Regions from separate parts of the Zea mays genome. Here region 2 is linked to region 1. A link is a contact called in public Hi-C data. All regions are on one chromosome and are shown on one strand. Each heading gives the region's core, a stretch centred on a gene start, on an enhancer-like site or on the middle of the called end of the contact. The rest is flanking DNA. Distances are from core to core; before and after follow the strand shown. Region 1 holds the start of LOC100283257. Region 2 holds the start of LOC103639121 (cytochrome P450 93G2).

The links. Hi-C and Micro-C count contacts between places; a contact is called where the count stands out from the background.
Region 2: a Hi-C map of leaf shows a contact between it and region 1, with 5 times the contacts expected there. The contact joins the promoter of LOC103639121 here to the promoter of LOC100283257 in region 1.

Annotation. Positions count from the first base shown.
Region 1 is chr9:133,994,081-133,999,652 of Zm-B73-REFERENCE-NAM-5.0, forward strand. It overlaps LOC100283257, which reads right to left and starts at 2,070. Exons shown (of 6, transcript NM_001156159.2): 1 at 1,853-2,070; 2 at 1,661-1,737; 3 at 1,502-1,563; 4 at 371-489. The coding sequence starts at 1,906.
Region 2 is chr9:134,226,633-134,232,204 of Zm-B73-REFERENCE-NAM-5.0, forward strand. It overlaps LOC103639121 (cytochrome P450 93G2), which reads left to right and starts at 3,217. Exons shown (of 1, transcript XM_008661918.2): 1 at 3,217-5,228. The coding sequence starts at 3,413. The coding sequence ends at 4,984. LOC732781 (telomerase reverse transcriptase catalytic subunit) reads left to right here. Exons shown (of 12, transcript NM_001112400.1): 11 at 43-309; 12 at 445-718. The coding sequence ends at 718.

The sequences.
Region 1 (5,572 bases), core at 820-3,319:
CAAAATATCAATGCGCGTGCCAGCAAATTCTCACCATGGCTGATTAATCGTACTTTTTAGATGGTGAGATGCAGATGCAGATTGCGTCTTTAAACACGCTTCTGCAACTTGTCTGATTGTGGCCAACTAAAAACCAATATAACAACGCATCGTCGAGTTATAGGACTAAGGGTATTTCTACCACATGTTGTTAGTTTCCAAATTGATGTATTCTGCCATGCGATCTTTGCATCTTCTAGAAATTAGCGTAAGTAATATCCAATATTATTCTAGCTGCCAGGTAAACGAGACTACTGTTCAGAGTACCTTATCTAAGAAAAAGGACCAAAAGTTCCCTAGCAAGCTAGCAAGTCTGGTAAACAGTTCTCACCTTCTGAAAAACTGGGTATTCAGCTTTAAATCTGGTGCAAGCAAAGTCTTGTATCTGCTGATCAGTACCTGGCTCCTGTCGCAAGAACTGATTGCAAGGGAATGCCAATATCTCGAAGTCTAGCAAGATTGGAAGTAAAATCAGTTTCTGTTAGATCTAGAGAATAAAACCATTTCAATGGAATATCAAGCGCAGACTGAATCAAAGTACACACAGGCATAGTTGCAAAAGACAATGGGATTGTTTGATAGCCATATACTGAATTCACAACAGAGCAAATTTGCTGCAAGTGTAAGTGGGTACAGTACTTGATGCCTTAGACTATCTCAAGTAGCTTACACATCCCCATACCTATATTTAAACTCCACTCTGCGAACAATACAGTCTACAGTGCAAAACAATGTTTTTGGGTAAACTATGGATAGACTACTGCAGACGGCCTTAGTAGCAAGAAAAACATTATCATTCTAGCGTCATTTAAACTCCATACAGTTTTGATTTAATTTCGCCAAACAGTCATACAATTTTTATTTAATTTCACCAAACAGTGCAATGTTGGCTGAGAGCCAGAAAATGTTAGGTGGAAGCTAATTTTAGTTGTCGAAGAAATTTGGGAAAACAATCCTCAAGGAAACAAACCATCTTCTTTGGGAAACAGGGTTCTCACAGGCTCCTTTCAGAACCCTTCGCTGATCCTCAAAAGGTATCTGCAAGTTAGAACTACTATCCAAGCACTCCAGAAAACGGGAGATCATTCAGATTTGATAAGCGAATGCAATGAAATTGTATGCGCACTTCACCAGCTGCCTATCTAATCTAAGCTGCATAAAACACATGCATGTCTGAAAATAGTTGAAGAAATGAGCTACAGGTAAACAAAGCTTTTGGTATGAATGCTGTGTGGCAAGCAATGTAAAATCTCCCTTGGGCAAGACTACTCGCACACTTTTTTCAGGAGAATATTTTTCGTGATTTTTTGCCATTCCACTTCAAACAGAAGACAAGAACCACTGTTCCAACAAGCATCAACGTGCACTACTCCAATTACCCACTTCTACGCACCAACTTCCAGAGAGATTCACATTTCAGGCGCAACAACAGATCAAGAACCACATCAGGCAAAGAACAGACCTTTGTCCCTGTACTTCTGATAAAGCTCCGTCAGCTGCGTGTAATTGGTCTCCGTGAACCCACTGACGGCATCGAGAACATCAAAACTGTCTCAGCATCTCCCGAACCACGAGAATACCAAGAACAAATTCTTCCAACTGTCAGGGAAAGATAGCGTACCATTTGGAGGCGACGTTAACAACAAGGAGGACCTTCCCCTTGTAGGTTTCCAGGCTCACTTCCTTGCCGTTGCAATCCTGCTCCACGAATAAACCCCAAAATTATCTTTTTGCGAAAAAAAATCAGAAAAAGAAACTAAAAATACAAACAGGACCACGCAGGAGCGTGATCTCGGGATGGGGATCGCCGCACCTTGACGGTGAATTCGTGTATGGAGGTCTCCGGCACGGATTCGGCCGCCCCCATCTCGCCTCCGCTTCGCCTCTCCTTCCCTTCCCTACCCGAACGGGGCTCTCTGGAATCCCCGTCTCCTGATTTGATTTTTCTCGTGTTTTTTTTCTTTTTGTTCCAGTAATAATGGGGAGGGAAGAGCGGAGAGAAGCGCGTGGTCGTTTATTCATAGAACGCCGAGCGGTTGAGCAGTGGCACAGGCTGTCAGGTCTGCATCTGGGCCCACGAATAGCATTAATGTGACGGCACAAAACCACAAACCGTGTCGACTCCTCTTCTCTGTTGCGGTGGATATTGCAGCGGGAGATTGAAGTTGCCGTGGAGGAGTAATGAATTTATTAGAGGGTGTTTGGCATACCAGATTTGTTATAAAGTTATAGGTGGAGCAACTCTAGATTGTCTTTATAACCGGTAATAGTGATGGATAAATATTTTTCAAACTTCATGAGTTGACTTTTAGTTGTTTCAGAGCAATAAAAAAAGATTTGTACCTTAGCTCTCAAATTTTAGGGAGTTTAAGAGAGTTTGGCTGACTCTAACTAGTTCTTTATAAAATCTTGCTCTGAGAGCAACACCACTAGTTCCCTAAAGAACTCTCTAAATCTTAAATATAAAAAGTAAACAGAAAAATGCTTCTCCAATGGTTCTCTAAATAGACTTGCTAAATTTACTTAGTTGCTATTAAACTCTATTTACTCTCCAAATTTAGCAACTCGATAGGAACTCCCTTAATACAGTTGGCGTCAATTTATTCACATTAGCGTGATTATTTTTCCCTTTTCCACACACTGAGATAGCCAGGTATAGCACACTTTTTTTCCCACTTTCTAGCATAGTGAGGTAGCTAGGTCAAACACGTGTGACACACGTTTCTCCTTTACCGTCGAACCCAACTTCCTCATAGGTTGCGCCACCGGACCATCACTCCTCCATAGTTAATGTCGACCGGCCTTTTCTCTTCCGTCCTCGACATCCTCTGCTCTCAACCTTATTGTCAGCCAGATATCATGGGAGGCAGGGCTGCCAAAGCTAGATTCAAAATACTTCCTAAATATGAGCAACTATTGGAGACTAAGTTATTTTTTACTTCCAATAGCTATTTAGCAACTTGCTAAACATGATTTTAACAAACTCTTTTTTAAGAACTATTGGAGTTGCTCTGAAGTTATGCGTTATGCCAAACACCCTCTAAAGTCTATAACGAAATCTTATGTAAATTCAAGGTAGAATAGGTTTATAATGATATATTGGAGACTGATATAAAACTTAGACCTCTTGATCATCCTAAGTCCGTAGTTTACTAATCCGAGACTACCTCGATGACGATATGAGTCCTAAAGCCTAATCCGAGGGATTAAAAGGAATGATCTCCTATCCTAGGGAGATGGCGATGTTGGTCCTTTGGATTTTGTGGGCGTAGCCCTATAGAAAAAATTAATTAAATCCTATAAAATCTCAAAGACCTATATATGATAAGGAAATGGTCCCATATTGATAGTTTAAGTAGAGTTAGACTAGTTTATATGTGGTGGTGTTTCTCTCTCACCAAATCATGAATGAGGGGAGAGAGGACGGAGTACTACACCTGCATGCTCTCGCTCGCCATGCCTGGCCTGGCACGAGTGCGCAACGTGAATGGTCCACCGAAATTCGGTCCCTCGCCTTGCGTGGACATGACTACCTTTTTGCTATTTTTATTTTTATTTGTCGATACTTTGTTGTTAAGTTATAGTCTTTATCGGATCACGGTTAGATCGTGACATGAATCCTTATCAGATCACGATCAGTTTTTATCGAATCACGATCAAATCTGACATGGGTCCTTATCAGATCGAAAGACGTGGAGGTGACTCTACAAATTATTATGAACAATCGTCGCCAAAAATATGCTATACACGAGTTAGGTTTTGCCTTTGCTTGTTCTTGCGTCGTCGTCATGGTCTTTTTCACCCCAAGCGCCGACATGCATCTGCAATCGAAAGAACAAGTCTCGAGAACCAATCGCCCCTTTAGATCCTGCACTTGGAGAAGGTGCGAGACTGCTCGCGTCCTTCTCGATGACTGTTGCTGACGTCATCCTTGACGCTTATGAATTGTGCCTAACAACCATCGCGAAAGATATGCTATACATGAGTTAGGTTTTGTCTCTAGTTGTTGTTGCGTTGTTATGGTCTTCATCTCGAGCACCAGCGTGCATCAGCAATTGGGAGAGCAAGTCTCCATAACCCATCGCCCTCGAATCCACTACTAGGAGAGGGTGAATAAGGTTTTTAGGAAGCGTCTTCATATGTTCGCCCGATGACTGCCGCTGACATTGTTCTTGCCACTTTAGCGCATTCATTCAGTATGTTCAAATAGAATGTTGTAATATCATACTTCAGTTAATCTGTTGTTATGGATGTGTTAGGTGTATCGCTTAACAATCTGTTAGAGAATTGCATGCTACTTTCTTTACTGATGTTCATGATTTAAATTTGGAATTTAATATGGAAATGTCTAATTTATTAGAATGGTCATTGTGGTGGTGTCCATCGTTGATGCACCGCCTCTCTGTGGTCCTCCTCTGGTGTTGTCTTGTCGATGAAGGAGGGGCTCCTCGATGCCTGGCCCCATGGGGTGGGCAGGTTCCATGGATGCCATCAGTGACAACCCTTATAATCACTATGAACGCTAGGTAGATCTAGACCCCCGAGTAAAAGTGGTGGCTAAGGTTTGTGGGCATGGAACACGTTGGTGTTTGTGTTGGTCCTTAGCTTCCTTTCATATTGTGTTCCTGTGACCGAGGGCACAACCATGAAAATGGCTTGTGACCCTGATCAAGGCGCATGAAAATTGTGCGAGGGGGTTGGATAAACTCTAACTCGATCATCTTGACTGATCCAGAGAACAACACTAACAATCTCCCATTTGTTATCTACTTTTCTTATTCTTTAACTTTTATAGGTTCCACCTTTTGACAAATTCACACATCAAGAATGATGGGTGATGGTGAATAATTAAGTTTTACTAAACTCATTGACTATAACATGCCCCCATGCTTCAGAATAAAAAATCTTTTCTAAGGTTGCTTATATATCCTATTGATCTAGAATCATAGGCTCTCCATTAATCCCATGTCGGTTATGTGCTTTTTAAATATGTTGGGTGGAAGGCTTTTTTGTGAGCGAATCCACTAGCATATGTTGGGTTCTGATATGCTCAACTTTAATAGTTTGATCTTGGATCTTCTCCTTAATAACATAGCACTTAATAACAATGAACTTGGTAGCCTCACTTGAATTGTTGTTGTAGGAGTAAAATATTGTTGTCTCATTGTCATAATAAATTCTCAGTGTTTTTTCTATGCTATCAATCACTTTTAATATGGGTACAAATTTCGTTGCCTGTAAGGAAAATGGACCCCGGGCCATTTGGCTTAATAGGTTTTGGTGTTTGATGATCAACATAACATATGGACTAATGTGTTTGCTAGTGTTTATGATTGTAGTTCATATGATGCTAAAGTTACTTGGACTAAGGCATCGAGGAAAGCAACGCCTCAAAAGAAGACATTATGAAGATCAACAAGTAGCAACCAAAGTCCAAGAAACGAAGAACATGTTGCCACGACGGACTGTCCGGCTGAGAGCACCCGACTGTTCGGTGCACTAGGGAACTATAGCCCAACGGTTAGTTCCTGGT
Region 2 (5,572 bases), core at 1,967-4,466, 230 kb after region 1:
CCAAAACAGTGTCGTGGAAGTAACGGGGTGCATTTTAAACAGGTATCTGGACATCCATATTTCCTCCACCATCACTGCTAAGATGCATTCTTCAGCGAAGTACCTTGAGAGCAAGCTGTGTCATTACATGCGTCCGAAGTGTCATCCCATTTTCTTTGATTCTGTGATCAACTCACCAGGCACAGTAAGACTGAACATATATCAAAATTTCCTCTTATGCGCAATGAAGTTTCACTGTTATTTCCGGAGCATGCCTGATCCCGGTATCATGAAACCGGAGCTACTGCATATAATTAAGAGAACGTTCAGGTACCAAATTATCTTCAGTTATTTATAGCGATGTGTAAATGGTGCTATATTTTCTTATTCACTGACTGTATTAGCTAACAAAGATTCAGTCAAAATGTATTGCCAGTTGTGACTTCCATATTTCTGGTGAAACAGATATATGCATAGCCTCGTCGCCAAACGGATGCACGAAGCGGAACTGCAATACGACGTGCGCCCAGTTCTGAAGCTTAGGCGAAAGGAAACCATGTGGCTTGGCCTGTCAGCGTACCTTCGAGTGCTTCAGAAAAAGCAATCACGTTACAGTGAATTGTTGGCGTCGCTGAGAGAAGAAATTGGGAGATGTGGTCATCTGGACCGTCACAACGATGCTTTGCGCTACGCTGTAGATGACTCTCACTCGTCAGTGTTCTGGAAGTTTAAGTTCTAGAAGGAAACTGGGAGAGTAGAAGATTGCTGGAGCTAGTGTCTTTTGTGAACAGGAACCTTTGGTGTCCAAGTGACAGACGAGTGGGGTCAAACATGGTCGAGACTTTTGTTTTGATATATACTCCCGCCATTTCGTAATGGGCATTCATGGCCTTGGATCTATCCGTTTCACAATGCTAGCTTCTACATACAGATGGGCACACTAATATGCGTCCTGCTGTACCTCACACGATATAGCTTCTACAGATGCAACTCTTTTTGTCGGGAATATGCCAGTTTGGTTCTCATACGATAGCTTCTACTACACAGATGGGCAACCCCAGCAGGTGGTCGCCGCTGATCAACCTGTTTGCCATGCTCGTTGGTCGCCAGTGGCCTCGCCAAGCATAGGCCATATGCTATACTTACATCTATTCTCGAATATTTTATTTGTCGTCCGTTAGTTATTTTTAAACTAAAACGTGATAAATAAAAAAGAACGAAACAAGTACTACACATTGCGCTAGAATTTTCTGGATCAGTCGGAATCCTAGATTAGTAGCCGTCGCTGATGAATCATATAATGACGTTTTCAAATAATTCTGGTGTTCTCTGGGATGTTTGTTGTCCCATTCATTCCAGTGGAGTTGTCGAGCTTCATTTTAGCGGCTACTCACTCCATCCCACAAAGGATGTCGTTTGACTTGTTTGACAACGCCAAACAAATTTGACCTGCTCATCTTATTTGAAATATTTATGAAAACATAGAAACATTCAGTTCATAGTTAAAGTAAATTATATAATAAACTAAATCAGAATGAAAATAAATGATAATTATGATTGTTTTGAATAAGATAAGTCAGTCAAACTTCATATAAAAAAAGTCAAACGAGATTCTTTGTGGGATAGAGGGAGTATTTGAGAAGAGGATGCAAGTATATCTTAGTGGTGTATTTGTTTTGATGATTAGTGACAACATAAGGTTGTTTTGACTATCATGTTGTTGTGACTACCATGCATTTTGTAGAGGTAAATTAAGGTAGGTCATATTGATGTATGAGTGCGGGCATAAATATGCTCGTTAAGTATTATGGATGCGTGCGCGACTTAATATATTGGATATCAATGAGTGAGTGTTTGCTCCACCCGCATTACATCCTACCTTTGCATCCCTACTATTTTGGCATTAGCATGATCACATTTTTCTGTTTTAAATATTAATATATTTTTGTTTTTAAATATCTTATTTATATTGTTTAAGTATTTGCACTTGTTGATCACCCAGTAGGTAAAAATCTATCCGTTAAGTATTATAGGTGTGAGTGTGACTTATGTTGGATATCAACATGAGTGGGTGTTTGCTCCATCCTCATTACAACCCCCCATTGTATCCCTACTATTTTTGCAGTAGCATGGTTACCGTTATTTTTTTGTGTTTAAATATTAAGATATTTTGGTTTTAATATATTGTTTGTATTATATGTGTATACATAGTGTATTTTTAAATATATAAAAAGTAACATACTTAAAATAGCCAAAATATCTTGGAACCCAGGGAGTAACTAACAAGACTTTTATCTCGCTATGGTTGATCTCTTCCTTCTCAACGAGTTGTGATGCAATAATTGCCCACTTTATTGCCATACCGCTTATGGACCATTCATGGTGGCGGTGGTGGTGGGCGGGGATGATTTTTTGGAACATTGAGATGATCATATGAGTTATAATATAATCTTATAGATTGTGTTAACGTTAGGATCCTAAGAAGAGAGAAGGGGTCGACGACGGCGTCGACGGCGCGAGGGGAGGGGTTGGTGGCGGGGACGTGGAGAATGATGATGAATGATTCAAATAATATTGTCTATTAGAATTGAGTGAGTAAGAAAGAGTGTGTTATGTGGCGATTTGATTTTGACGATGTGTTAGGTCTGGTGCAATTTGGTTGGCAGATTTTAACGAAGGAATGAGCGTGGGATAATTTGGTTGAGTAGGTTTTGCAAAGTTTAAACTGGTGATAATACAGTGAAAATAGACAAGTGCAAAAATGACTGAGTTAACGGATAATTATTTGATTTTTGAATTTGTAGGGCGTTCTACTTTTTTCAGGAACAGGAACGTGACAAAAAATATTTAAAAAGTATGTGTAATCTATATTCACGGTTCGAGTTTTTTCCCCGTTAGTTGTGACTTAAATCCTGTTGTGTTGGTGAGGGTAATCTAATTGCTACAATATTACAATGTTATATACCGATTTTTGATTTTCTTTGTTCTAAAATATAAAAGGGTTTGATTATTTTTTCTAGCTATATTATTTTACTGTGTATTAAAATATAATATGTATCTAAATTATATACATTGTAAAAAAATAAATTATTAAAAAAAGCATAAGTTAAAATGAATGGAGTAGTTTATGGTCGCGGAATGCAATCGGGGCCGCATACCGTACCTAACCTTTTTGAGGTCAAATCGGGTCTTTTGTTTATGTTCGGCACGAGAAAGAGATCAACCGCTCCGTGATGGCAGTGGCAGTGGCACACAGAGAGGTAGGTGCCACGGGCGGCCTGCGTTCCTCCCCGTCGCTCCTGGCTTTTGGCTGGCCCTCTCTCCATCACTGCCCCTCTTGTGTTCTATACATAGCAAAGTACTACTATTATGCAGAGTCCAACCACGCCTCGAAATATAACCCCCCGCCACACCGTACGAGACGAGGGCAGATATGGAAGCTGATGCTGCTGCTGCCAGTGGCGGCCTGGCCCTGCTGCCCGCCGTGCTGCTCCTCGTGGCGCTCTCCACCCTCGTCTTCTCCACATGGAGCAACCGCAACAGCAGGCTGCCCCCGAGCCCGATGGCCCTCCCGCTGATCGGACACCTGCACCTCATCCGCCCGCCGCCGCACAGGGCCTTCGACCGCATCCTGGCACGCTACGGGCCGCTCGTCTACCTCCGCCTCGGGCCCTCCACGCACTGCGTCGTCGCGGGCACCGCGGACGCCGCGCGGGACCTCCTCAAGCACGAGGCCAGCATCCCGGAGCGGCCGCTCACGGCCGTCACGCGCCACCTCGCCTACGACGACGCCGGCTTCGCCTTCGCGCCCTACGGCCCGCACTGGCGCTTCATGAAGCGCCTCTGCATGTCGGAGCTGCTGGGCCCGCGGACCGTGGACCAGCTGCGCCCCGTGCGGGAGGCCGAGCTGGCGGCCGTGCTGGAGGCGGCGCGCCAGGCGGCCGCCGCTCGGGAGCCCATCGACGTCAGCCGCCACCTCATCAGCATGTCCAACAACGCCATCATGCGCATGGTGGCCAGCGCGCTGCCGGGCCACATGACGGAGGCGGCCAGGGACTGCGCCAAGCACGTCGCCGAGCTCGTGGGGGCCTTCAACGTCGAGGACTACGTCGGCCTCTGCCGCGGCTGGGACCTGCAGGGGCTCACGCGGAGGACGCGCGAGGTGCGTGACAAGTTCGACGCGCTGCTGGAGATCATGATCACGGGCAAGGAGGAGAGTCGCCGTCGTCGCCACGCCACCACCGACACCGGCGGCGGCACCAAGGACCTGCTGGACATCCTCATGGACGCGGCGGAGGACGCCAACGCCGAGGTCAGGCTCACCAGGGAGAACATCAAGGCGTTCGTCCTCGACATCTTCACGGCCGGCTCCGACACCACCGCCACCAGCGTGGAGTGGATGCTGGCGCTGCTCATCAACCACCCGGCCTGCATGGACAAGCTGCGCGCGGAGCTGGACGCCGTGGTGGGCGCGTCGCGCCTGGTCGGGGAGCAGGACGTCCCGCGCCTTCCCTACCTGCAGGCCGTCTTCAAGGAGACGCTGCGGCTGCAGCCCCCCGCGGTGTTCGCTCAGCGGGAGACCATCGAGCCGGTCCACGTCCGCGGCTACGTCATCCCGCCCAAGACCTCCGTCTTCTTCAACATCTTCTCCATCGGCCGCGACCCGGGCTGCTGGGAGGACCCGCTCCAGTTCCGGCCCGAGCGCTTCATGCCCGGCGGCGCCGGCGCCGGCGTGGACCCCAAGGGGCAGCACATGCAGCTCATGCCGTTTGGAAGCGGCCGCCGCGCCTGCCCCGGCATGGGCCTAGCCATGCAGGCCGTGCCGGCCTTCCTCGCCGCGCTGGTGCAGTGCTTCCACTGGGAGGTGCCCATCCCGCCGGGCCAATCCACTGCGCCGCCCTTGGACATGGAGGAGGCAGCGGGGCTCGTCACCGCCCGGAAGAACCATCTCCTCCTCATCCCCACACCGCGCCTCAATCCGCTACCGGCAAGAGCGGCTACGTAGTTAGTACCTGCGAATCCAGTCTCAGTTCATCGGTCCATCCAAATTCAGACGTGTCCTCCATTATTGCAAGCCGCGCACTAAGATCATATTTCTGTTTGTTTATATTTCTCGGTCACACATACGTTTGCAATCACCTTCAGGAAAAGTGACCTTTGTACCCGTTCGATGTTGGTACATCCAGATCCGTGTGCTCAGGAATTACGTATTACTACTATATATATACTGGTCCGTTTGAGTCCTATCACATCGGATGATTAAGGACATGTTTGAAACCACCTAGTGTTTAACAAACTGATTATAAAAACTGAGGTGGTTCCAGAAATATCAGTCTCAGTTTATAGAAATTAGATTCACAGTTTTTTAAAAACCAAGAAGCTAGTCTCTCCTAGCTAAAAAACTAATTATACAGATAAGAACTAAATAACAAGACAAGTATTAAGTATAATTAGTCCATGATTCGCTTATGTGATGCTACAGTAAACATTTGCTAATCCAGGATTAATTAGGCTTAATAAATTTGTTCCGTCGTTTAGTCTTTATTTATATAACTAGTTTTGTAATTAGACTATATTTAATAGTTTTGTGACT